Linked DNA regions of Mus musculus: region 1 is linked to region 2. Evidence: chromatin contacts called from public HiChIP or PLAC-seq data. All regions are on one chromosome and are shown on one strand. Each heading gives the region's core, a stretch centred on a gene start, on an enhancer-like site or on the middle of the called end of the contact. The rest is flanking DNA. Distances are from core to core; before and after follow the strand shown.

Region 1 (5,965 bases), core at 713-3,212, 50 kb after region 2:
CTGCCCTGGAATCAGGCACTCACAAATTAAGTCTCAGAAAGATAAGTGCTTGGTGCTTGGAGATTGTACTGTAGGTAGGGGGCTTCATATCACACCTAAGAGAACCTGAGCTTAATTCCCCAGCACCCAGGAGAAGCCAGGCGTAAAGGGTGCCTCTGTAACCCAGTGCCAGGAACAGGGGCAGAGACAGAGATCCCTGGAGCTCCAGGGTCAGCAACACACACACACACACACACACACACACACCCACACACACAGAGAGAGAGAGAGAAAGAGAGAAAGAGAGAGAGAGAGAGAGAGAGAGAGAGAGGTATGAGCATACACATGGTAAAGAGAAACTAAAGAATTAAAGAGGCATTTGATGTTGGCTTCTGTCCTTCACACACATGGGCATGCACCACACACCTGGATGACACATGCACACACATGAACAACACACATATACACATGCCAAAGAGGAAAAAAAAAGTAAAAATAAATAGCACTCTAGTTAAAAAATTTTAAAAGCCCTCCACAATTAAAAGTCTGCTTGAATTCTTCTTGTAGACTCTACAGGCAGGCAAGGGCTCTTGGTGGTCAGGCCTGGATAGTCTAGGTGTCCCATAGTTCTGTCCTGGCTTGGATGAAGCCAAGCGATGGGGAGCATGGGGTTCTGACCTCATGTCAGTGGTATGTCTCTAGTTCAGCGTGTCTGCCTTCTCTCTGGGTGTCACTGTGCGGGGCTGACCTCCACATGCCTTTTCTGCATATGTCCCTGACCAACTGTGCAGGGAGCCAGGCTCTGCCAAGGTCCACGGGAAGAATTCAGCTTAGCCCCTGCAGGAGAAGACAGAGAGAAAGTGTGCCAGGGTCAGGTGGAGGGAGACATGTGAGATGGAGACCACTGAGTGGAATTTCAAAGAAATAACGGGGAGGAGGCAGACGCGAGCTTGGAGGGTCTTAAGAAGTACGGATTATTTGTCAAAACCTGAAGGCAAGACAATTAAGTGGATTGAGGACCACTCTGAGGGCTTGCTTTCATTTATTTTCTCAGGAAAGGCACAGAGCGGATAGGATTACCAAGATCACACAGAGAGATGATGTCAGTAGGTGATCAGAGAGCGGGACTGGTGGGGGCAGCCCCCCAGCTCTCACCCCCCCCACAGACTCCAGTTCCTCTGGATGGGAAGCCAGGAGTTCAGCAGAGACAAGAGCATACAGCCGCTGATGTCCCCCGACAACATTGTGCTGTGTGACCACGGCTCACAGGAACCATGGCTGCAAGTGGCACCTACTCCATTGTCAACATTCATAAACGTTTAAAGGAGGGGCCTGTGAGATGGCTCAGTGGGTAGAGATACTTGTTGCTACACCTGAAAACCTGAATTCCCTTCCTGGCACCTAACCTACAGGGTGGAGAAAAACAGCTCCCGAAAGTTGTTCTCTGACCTTCATATGTGCACTGAGCACACGTGAAAATAAATGAATGCAACTGAAAGGTTTAAATGAAATATTGAAATTTTACTCTTAAACATGCAATAATGATCCACCTCTTTCATCCCCATCGTCTGGATCATCCCCTCCCCCACCCCACCACATACTGCAAGCCAACATTGCTCCTCATTAAAAAGTTGTATTGCATTTATTGAGTGTGTGTGTGTGTGGGGGGGGGGATGGTGTTTGTACCATGGGACACATGTGGAAATCTGAGAACTTCTAAGAGTTCGTTCTCCTTCTACCACGTAGGTTCCAGGGATCTAATACAGGCTTTTGGGCTTGGCCACAGTGTCTTTTCCCACTGAGCCATCTCTCCAGTCCTTATTCCTCCCTTCCTGTCCCACCCGCATTTAACAGTGTCTGAAACAGGAAATGACTGTACAGGGCATTTCCTTGCTTCCGGGCAGCGTGTTTGTGGTGCACTGTCCAATCAACAGCATGTGGTACTTACATCTCAAAGGACATTGTAGTGGACTTTATTTGACTGAAGGTTTCTAGCTGAGTCACTGGCAGATGGCTGAGTCATGGTTCCTGTCTGTGCAGTCATTTGTGTGTTCCTTAAGAATGATGTCATCTTGTCATTTGTTTGCTTTCCCGTGTCCTTCTGTAGACATCCCAGAAGTGCCCTTTAACTCATCTCCTGGCAAGGATCTCCAGGGCAGGTGCTGCTAGCGACAGGATTGTTCTTTCTCAGTGGGTCCAATATCACTGTGCAAACTGTCTAACGGCAGCTTAGCGAAAGACAGCACATGCATTCACGCACATAGGAATTCCAAGTAAGAGTTGGTGACATCCGGAATGTGCACTGCACCACTTACAATAAACAGCAGGCTACACCGTATTCTTTACTGCAACTTCTCGACCCTCCTGTTTCTCCCAGGAGTCTTTCGTCCCCCCCCCCCCGCCCCCAAATCTTGTGTTCATAACAAACACATGTAGTTCTTACAGAATCCCTGAATCAAATATTAGCTGCGGAACTCTGTAATATCGCCTTGTTATGTCCTGTTACTCACAACCTGGTGGCTTTAGAGTTGAATTGTCATTAAAGCGCCTCATTTGTAGCTTTGCCAATCGCCTAGTGGAAATACTTTCACTCTCATCAATGCCAAGCAACTGCGACATTACTGAATGTGGCCTTGGGAAGAGGGATTTGTTAGACTTCCACTATGCAAATTTAGTAGCACCCCATTATGCTTGGGGGGAGGGGGTGATTTCCAAACGGCGAATGAGACTGCAGCTACCTAGTGCCTGGCTTTCTGTATGCTATTTTCCCCATACATACATGCTCATGGTTAATTTATACATTTGGTACCCTAAGAGATTAAAACTGTAACTAATAATAAGATAGAACAATGATAGCAATCTCTTTCTTATAAGTTGTTTAAAACTTGTGACTTGTTTCATTTCTGGAATTTTCCATTTAGTTAATATTTTCAGACTGTAGTTGTCTGGGGCAACGGAAATGCTGGAAAGTGAAGTTTCAGCTTAAAGTTCTAGTTCAGTCAGGCTGCAACCGGGCAATAGCTGCGAATCATAAAGAATTGCTTGGCCCTCAGCTTCACTGATCTACTTCACCTGCAGAAACCTCGTGCCCTGGTATTGAACAACTCACCCTTCTCCCAGTCAAACCACAAAAATGGCTGCAACTCCCTGGTAGTTACCTGCACTTGTGTGTGTGTGTGTGTGTGTGTGTGTGTGTGTGTACCTGCCCCTAGCCCCTATAAAGGCACTCCACCTTCACTGGGAAGCCTGAGGCCCCAGCTCTTCTATTAAAGTGGGTCCAGCTCACTGAGATCAAGTCTGTCTGCCTCTACGCCTCATTTTTCTTACATCTGGTGCTAAGACCCTCTTAGGGCCTTCCCAGCTTTAAGCCCTCTTTCCCCCCTTCCCTGGGGGCATTCCTTTGGGAGCACACACCTCCCCCAAACTCACTATATAAGCTAAACAGTCACCAGCCTGACAGAAGACCTTAGTTATTCTCGGGTCACCTCTGCCTCTGTGTGTAGCCTAAGTCCTGTGGATGGAACCTCAGTTCTTGGGACTATTGGTACTCCATGTAAACCCCTCTGGATCCTGATCCTCTCGGTTCTACTCCCAGTCTCTCCTTCCTCTGACTCTTCTTCCTCTAACCTCTTCCACTCAGCCTTTTTCTGATCTTTAAGTTAAGAGTCTTTTTGTTGTTTTGATGGCTGCCGTCCACACACCCAAATTCTACAGGACAGGATGATTGTCCGTCTGGGTCTGACTCAGAGGCACTGACCAGATCCCAGAAGTTTCAGGAGCTTCTCGCTCCTTTGATCACAAAGTCTTAGAGGTTCCTCTGAAACCACATTACCTTGTGACTCTCTGAGTCATGTGAGTGTGGGTGTGCACTCTCCTAATATGTGGATTTTCATCCTTCTCCAAACCTGGGGGACGCCTCAGGCATCAGGAGAAGACACTCCACTAGTCCTGCCTGTCATTTCAAATTTAAACCAAATTCTAAAATGTGTTCTAAGTTATCTTTCTCAAAGGCTTGTCTCTGAGGGAATTTTGAAAAGTGCCACCAAACTCGTTCAGTCATCCACTCAAGTGGCCCTCCGCGGTCCTCCCATAAGGGAACTGCTGATCCCACTTTGAAACATTCAATTTTGACGTTCTTACATACCTAAGTGACTTTCTCAGACCAACTCCAAAGGGTCTGAGGCCACTCAGTTGCACCCTACGCTCCCTCCCCGCAAGGTCATTTTAACCCTTCTCATCCCTGGCACTACGCTGGGTCTTCATGCCCGCACTTTCTAATTGGTCCCCAAGCCTGCTTTGACCAACTGAGATAGGATGGCCTTTTTGATCTTGGAACTTCTTTGCCTTGTGCCTTTGTTTCTGCATCACCAAGTTTAGATACTCCTGCTCCCTGAGATCAAGTGTGTCGGCCTCTATGCCTCATGTTTCTTACATCTGGTGCTGAGACCCTCTTAGGGTCTTGCCTGCTTAAGCCCCCTTTCCTCCTTCCCTGCCTCCATCTGCAGACATATACGAAAACTGGGTATAACTATGTAGATCACTAGGTTCAGTCTTTGAGAGATTCAAATATATTTGGGGGTATGGATAATATTTTAAAAATTGTCACAGAACTGTCTCAGGTTGTCTAGCTTCACTGAAATGCTGGCCCCGAAGAATGAGATTTGGCCTGCTCACTTCAGACCCACGTTTAGTTATCTCAAAGTTGCCTCCAAAGACTTCCGCCCTGGGTCTGGCTGGCCCCTGACTCTGACCCTCTAACAGGGAGAAGAAAAAACGATTTATTGTCCTTTCGGGGGTCTAACTCAGCCTAGGAAAAAGACATTCTGTAATTTAAAACAGCTAAGAAGTAACTGTTTTCAATAGAACAGCGGTTCTCAGTCTGTGAGTTGCAACCCTTTGTGTAGAAACAAAGACAATTCAAAGGCACGAGGCAAAGAAGTTCCAAGAACAAAAGAGTTGTCCTATCTCATTTGGGCAAAGCAGGCTTGAGACCAAATAAAAAGAGTGGGCATTAGGACACAGCATAGATTTCAATTTTCAGTTTGAAGCTGCATTTTGAAGTTTCAACTTGAAACTTCTTTCACAAGGGCTGCCTATCAGATATCCTTCATATCAGATATTTACATTATGATTCACAACAGTAGCAAGATTACAGCTATTAAGTAACAACAAAAATTTTATGTCTGGGGGGGGGGGTGTTCACCACAACATGAGGGACTGTTATTAAAGGGTCATGGCGTTAGGAAGGTTGAGAAACACGGAAACAGATGCTACTGTTGTTTATCTCATCCTATAAAGTGGTCTGTAATAAAACCAGCTAAGAGGATGCTCCACATGGAAAGGGTAAAGGGGCCTCTGCTGAAACTCTCTCAGTGATGACTCCAGCATCGCAGCTTTAACAGGGCTCCCTCAGCTAAATTCTGTTAGATGATGTAAACACGAATTTAATGATGATTGTGACACACAAAAAAAACTCTGCCCGATATGTAAGTTATAAAAGCTGTCTTGTGTTTTCTGTAAGTTTTATTTGGCACCTTACGAGGCCTGACGGTTTTACAGCATATAGTATGCAGGCAGTACTTGTTACATCACTCCATGTGTGTAAGTTGGATTCCACCATTTCTCATGGAGGTGATGTTGCACAATGCTAAACAATGGCCACCTGCAGAACTCCAACTGTGTCGGGTTAAAGCAGCCGCAGCTAGCCTTGTTCAATGTTAATACTCCTTCAAATAAGGAAGAGATTGATAAGGTCATCTGGCCTTTACCTGAGTGTCTAGTCACTCCTCCCAGCTAGCTGTCTACAATTAGGCCTTAATTATGAGAGGCATCAAGGTTTTGGGGTGTGAAGACTAAAAAACTAAAAATAGGGAGGAGGTTTGCCTGCACAGTGATAAAGAGCTGTTATGTATACTAAATGACAGCCCAAAATATTACCTAACGCCTCCCCTTAAAAACACTTATAACGAATGATGAGTTCCTTACT
Region 2 (5,379 bases), core at 908-3,407:
CTTCTGGAAGCTGGTAAACCGCCCTGCCATTGCCTGGGCTCCATCCAGTCCTCCGTGCTGCAGGAGCACAGTGAGTCAGGGAAACTGCACACCTCTGCTGGCTCACAGGCCTCACAGCCCACTACTTGTCCCCAGTCTCGATTCTGCTCTTCCACATCTTTGGCTTCCATCCTTAGCCCAGGACACCCTGATGGTACAAGACTCACCTTGGCCTTTTTCATTGTTCTGAGGGGTCTCTGCAGAGGTGCACAGGAAGCCCAGAGGGAGCAGGTTGGAACTAGTAAGGGGATGAAAGGTGTAGCTAGGCACCAGGCAGCTGGAGCTAGTATCTCCTGGAACATCCCTGGGGCCGAGGGTCGCAGCTCTCAGTCCCCTGCATCTTACCGTGTTCCACAGTCTCCGCCAGACACCCCCAGACCTTCAACCCTCAAAGGGGAGGGGGCTCTGTCAGAACCAACTACTCCTCTGACAATCTCCCAGGATCCTCACCATAAAGGCTGCATCTTTAAAGTGTTCCAGGAAATCGCCTAAAAAGAGGCAAACTTTTCCTGCTTTGTAGCCAGACAATTGTGGGAGGATTCCGTAAAATCCTAAGCGAAGAGGCGATCCTGCTCACTTTCTGGCTGCTGTGGTGTTTTTTACAGAACTGTAAAAAACAAAACAGAACAGCCACCGCCAGAGCAAGAGAGGATCATCGAAATGAGGTCTGAAAAATGAAGCCATTATTTGCTCCTTTCCCAGCCCCGATGTTGAAATTCTCCCTCCGAAGCTGACACGATCGAGGAAACTACATTTTAAAAAACTTTCAGTCTTCCCAGGACTGTGCCTCTCTTGATTACAGAGCCTTCCTTGGGAAAACAGTTCATGTAAATGTCATGCAATTTATATGTCGGCACGGCCGACTTCAGGGGGACTAAGTACCAACATATCAGAATCTGAAGCCCACACATAGCGACCTGCCACTTTCACCTTTTGATTAAAATTATTCAAGAGGGATAATTGCTACTTTTGAAAATAAAAACCCATGAAGGCGGCTTCTTAGCATCGTGTCAGCTGGAGTTGAGCTCGGTGGACAAGACAGGAAAATAAGAGGGGTTGAGGTTTCCAGACCTGAAGCCGATGGAGCGCTGTGGTCCCTCAGACGCCCGCCAGTACACCTAGCAGTCAGAGCAGCGCATCTCTGAATTTAGACTTGTTCTTCCTCTCTGAGCCTTCTCTGCTCCCAGACATCATTGTCCCTGAAGCTCTGGGCAGGTGAGCTCACCACTATGCTAGTTCCAGCCTCCCAGGAAAGGGCAAACACCACCAGGCCTGCCTATGGTCTTGTTCAACCCGCAGCTCCTTCCCTGGGCCCAGATCGAGAGGCCTTGAGGAGTACTCCTCAATGACGTCCATCTTTCCTCCCCTGCTCTCCTGGTAAGCTGGGATCAGACTGAACACAATGGACAGGACGGACGGAAGGACGGACGGGGTACTAGACCCTTCTCTCATTGCCCAGGAAGACTTACTTCCAAGTTGCAGTTCCTGGTGTGCCTCAAACTCATCCTGGAGTGCTCAGGTATCTCTAGCCCCCCTCCCCCGCCCCCTAACCCAGGTCCTTCAGCCCAGAAAGCCCTCTACCAAGAAGTCGCCCTATGCCCATTCACCAAAAGCACCAGCACTCAAAGTGGGCGGTGGCCCGGACACTGGGGGTGGGGGTGGGGGCGGCTCTGCAGGCTGCAACTCCCGCACCGTGGGCGCTGCACTCACTGCATCGCTCCTGCTCCTCTTCTGGCTTTGAGGCTTAGATCGTTCAGCCAGAGGTGCAGGTTTCCATTCTGGGGTGCCCCTCAAAAAAGTGCAGTTTCCAAGGAGCCGGCCCCCACCAGAGACGCTCAGGTGTGGGCAGCTCCCTGCGGACTCCCAGCACGGTTGTATCTTGGTCCCCACTCTCCCTACCAGGCTGCTCGGCGCAGGAGTCCCAGGCCGTCGAGTCGACAGCGCACCCTCCTCACCTTGGTGAACTTGACCTCCAAGTTGCGGATGGGGCGCGGCAAGGCAGGCGGTTTCCCATCCGGCTGTCCGTTTTCCACAGCCCCGTTGGTGGTAGCCATAACTGGTTCGCACTCTCCGGTCCGTGTCCCCGACGCACCAGCTTGGCCTGGGCGGTGCGCAGCCTGCTCTGGGTGACAGCTCCGCGCCTTTATGCAGCGCCCCACGCCTCCCGCCCAAGGGGGCCGCCTAATTGGCTGCAGGACGGAGGAAGGGAGGGCGGGCGCGGGAGAGGAGGAGGGGACCCGGCCGCCGCTGCTACCCCTCCTGTTGTCCCTGCCCCTCCGGGAGCGGGACGGTCCCAGACCGACCTAGGCTGCGGCCAGAGAGCTCTGTCTGCGCATCGCTGGGCGGCCACACCGCGGGCTTCCGCAGCCTAGTAGGCTGCCCTTCTGCGAACTTGGGGGCCGGGGGCACCAAGGCCGGGAATTCCCAAGGGTCGGACATCCGTCAGGGCAGGGAGCCGGCTCGTAGCGATCGCAGTAACAGGCCTCTCTCTGGGCAATCTCGAGATTTTGTCAGAGGCACCTGCGGTCCCCGGACCACCGCAGCGGCTCTCCAAAACTTCGGCGGGAGTGAGCGCTCTCTCCGGGACCCTGCGTTGTGCCTCCCAGGATCTAGACGTCTTGTGGTCACCACCCGTGGCTGCCTCAATTTGGGGTCCAACTGCCAGAAGCCTGCGCTCCATCCTTCCCAAGCTAGGGCCGCCAGCGGAGGAGGTCTACTCTGAGCCTGGCTGGCAGGAAACTTCCGTCACACCCACGACAGCAGGCTAAGCGACAGCTCTTATGCGCAGCCTTATGGAGTTTTGCGGCTGATGGTCCTGTGACCTTCATATAAGTACGCACAACCCTAGGGAGGCAATTATTTTAATTTTTCAAACGCACAAATTAAACTTCCGTTTTAAAAAAATGGAAAAAAAATCCCCAAAACAAAACATGAGATCTTTGCAGCTAGTTGCTTTCAGACTAAAAGCTCTTAATGTTTATGTTGCTCAGAACTGCCAAGAGGGGCTGTGGGAAAGGCATGTCCAACTCGTTTAGGAAACGCTTCTTTCAGCCCAGGACTTAAGACTTAAGCTTCATCCGAAACCCGGAGAAGTGTCTCACCCACGTGTAGGGTGGCTGCATCAGGGGGTGAGGCTTGAACTCCCCACAGAGGAGGGGGTTTAGTCCTTAGAGAGATTTGGCCATGTGCTTCTGTGTAAGGTACCTCCCTCTGCCTGTTCTAAGGACTCAGCCTCCATTTCTGTTCCCCATGTCCTTCCTCACTGTCTTGTCACTAGGAATCCTTCTGGATAGTGGAATAAGCAGTAAACCTTCAGAAGGCCCTATTTGAGCTGTGCCCTCTCAGACAATCTCCTGCTATTAAGGATTGAGCATGCAGGTGAGAGTGGGGATGGGGGGCTGTGGGCCCCCAAATGAGCAAGGACTGACAGGCTTCTGAGAATCTTCCTTTGACACTAGGGTCACCAACATTCTTCCTCCATCTTTCCTGCTCTTTCTGGGCTCCCTGGACATGTAGCTGGTCCCACAACTCCCACCTTGGTCTATAGTAAACATCTGGGGTGTCTCATACTAGGTCCCCTGGATGCTGAGTCCTGCCATCTGGGTGCTTTTGAAATGCTGAAAGACCCTTCTCTGTGCAGGGGACAGAGACCAAAGGCTGTCTCAGAACTCCTGTCCTTCAAGGCTACCCTGGTTATCACTTTGGTTATCACTTTGAAGGGTCTTTAAGAAAATACAAACTCCAAAAATGTACAGAGGACATTGAACTTATTAAATAATTGTTAGACTGGTAGGGGAGGCAAATGGATTTGGGAATTAAAACTCAGTTCCTTGTTCATAAGAATCTTTTAAGATGGGCAGCTGCCACTCTGCCAGGCACAGACTGGACAATGCAGGTTGCCTCAACTCCAACCCCAAGACTCCCTCCTGACTGTGGCATCTGCAGAGCCTTGGAGCCATTGGCAATGACCACAGGCAGACAGACTGGCTCACCTTCCCCCTCTTACTGATTCCCATGTGACCGGGAGGTCAGAGCAGAATACTCAACCATAGACCTTCCCTGTAGTAGGCAGTTCCCAAAGAGCAGGTCAGGGGGGGGGGATGGGCTTGGTTCTGGGCTTGTCCTGACTGGAAGTCTCTTCCTCCACACCCCTCAGCTTGTCATTCAGCAGGCAGGGAGAAGCTTCGATGTTCAAGTTCCCATTTTACAGGTGAGTAAACAGAGGCAGGTGGATACTTGTCCTAGACCTCACTGTCTTGGAGGAACCAAAGGCAAACTGCGGGGGGGGGGCAGGATGTGAGGAGAGGCTTCTCTTAATATTTTTTTCTGTCACATTTATTCACCCAAGGATGTACCTGTGTCCCAAGGTGGCCCCGGGGTCAACTGAGGTCATTAAGGTGCTAAGTATTTTATGAGTTAGCAAAATAGTGGGTTTCTCCCTTCTGGCTGTGTCTGCCAGAAACCAACACTTATGGCCTTGCATGGCTTTGGCCACAAGGACATGGCCCTTGGGATCAAAGGAGGTGGGACTCATTACTTAGCACAGTGGGTCACCAGGTGTCTGGGGACTTCCAGAGCATTGTGGTTGGCTCAGCTCCCTTCCAGTTCCACATCCCTGCCTCAGACCCAGCTGTGTGCTCCTGGGTTGGAACCTGGAACTCTGAACTTTCATTTCCTTTCCTGTAACCCCCATTCCACTCCCTAGTGCTTGGGGAGGCTCAAGCAAGATAACACTGGATCAACTATGGAGTGCTGTATACAAGCCTGGTCTCAATTCTCCAGGATCTCCTACCAGCAGACATTTCTCCCTTACTTCTTCCCAGCTTATGTAGTGCTCCCAGACTTCAGTTTTCTGCTCATTTTATTGTTTTTGTATTCAGATTGGTGGGGCTGGCACTGTCTGAAGCTTGGCTTCTTGGAGGGTGCATCGTGTGATCTGGGACTACATTGAAGGCTAGTTTGTGTAATAAACATAAAAACAAAAATTAGGCATCTTGGGGTCTGTGTGGAGAGATGGTTTTGTTTTCAGCAACCACATGACAGCTCACAGCTGCTGTAACTCCAGTTTCAGGGGATCTGACACCCTCATCTGGTTTCTGTAGGCATTACACATATATGGTGTGGGAGATACATAGAGATAGAGATAGAGATAGAAATAGCGATAGAAATAGATGGTGTGTGATACACACACACACACACACACACACACACACACACACACACAAAGTACTCACACACATATAAATAAATAAACAAACAAACAAAAAACCCCAATTTCTTAGAAAGCACTGGAGACTGGAGGGAAGATGGAGTCACCAAGGTGCCTATGGCACAAGCATG

Evidence for each region. HiChIP or PLAC-seq counts read pairs in DNA pulled down with a chosen protein or histone mark.
Region 1: a contact with region 2 is called in an HNF4G HiChIP or PLAC-seq map of pancreatic cancer cells. The contact joins the enhancer-like site here to the promoter of Aldh1a3 in region 2. A contact is called at or near these places in 1 of 484 Hi-C or Micro-C datasets (nephron progenitors), 3 of 115 datasets of contacts at active chromatin or transcription factors (a colorectal cancer cell line, embryonic stem cells and pancreatic cancer cells) and 3 of 9 other capture datasets (adipose tissue, liver and pancreatic islet).

Annotation. Positions count from the first base shown.
Region 1 is chr7:66,475,724-66,481,688 of GRCm38.p6, forward strand. No RefSeq gene overlaps it. Among named protein-coding and RNA genes, the nearest start is that of Gm33515, 50 kb to the left of the region's middle. Within about 2 kb of position 1,963, at least 45 of the 459 cell types and tissues checked have an H3K27ac peak or open chromatin away from gene starts, as enhancers often do. A contact at or near this core is called in a colorectal cancer cell line and pancreatic cancer cells, where this site is marked.
Region 2 is chr7:66,425,320-66,430,698 of GRCm38.p6, forward strand. It overlaps Aldh1a3 (aldehyde dehydrogenase family 1, subfamily A3), which reads right to left and starts at 2,158. Exons shown (of 13, transcript NM_053080.3): 1 at 1,995-2,158. The coding sequence starts at 2,093. Gm33515 (a long non-coding RNA gene) reads left to right here and starts at 3,328. Exons shown (of 3, transcript XR_391552.2): 1 at 3,328-3,417; 2 at 4,196-4,249; 3 at 4,745-5,175.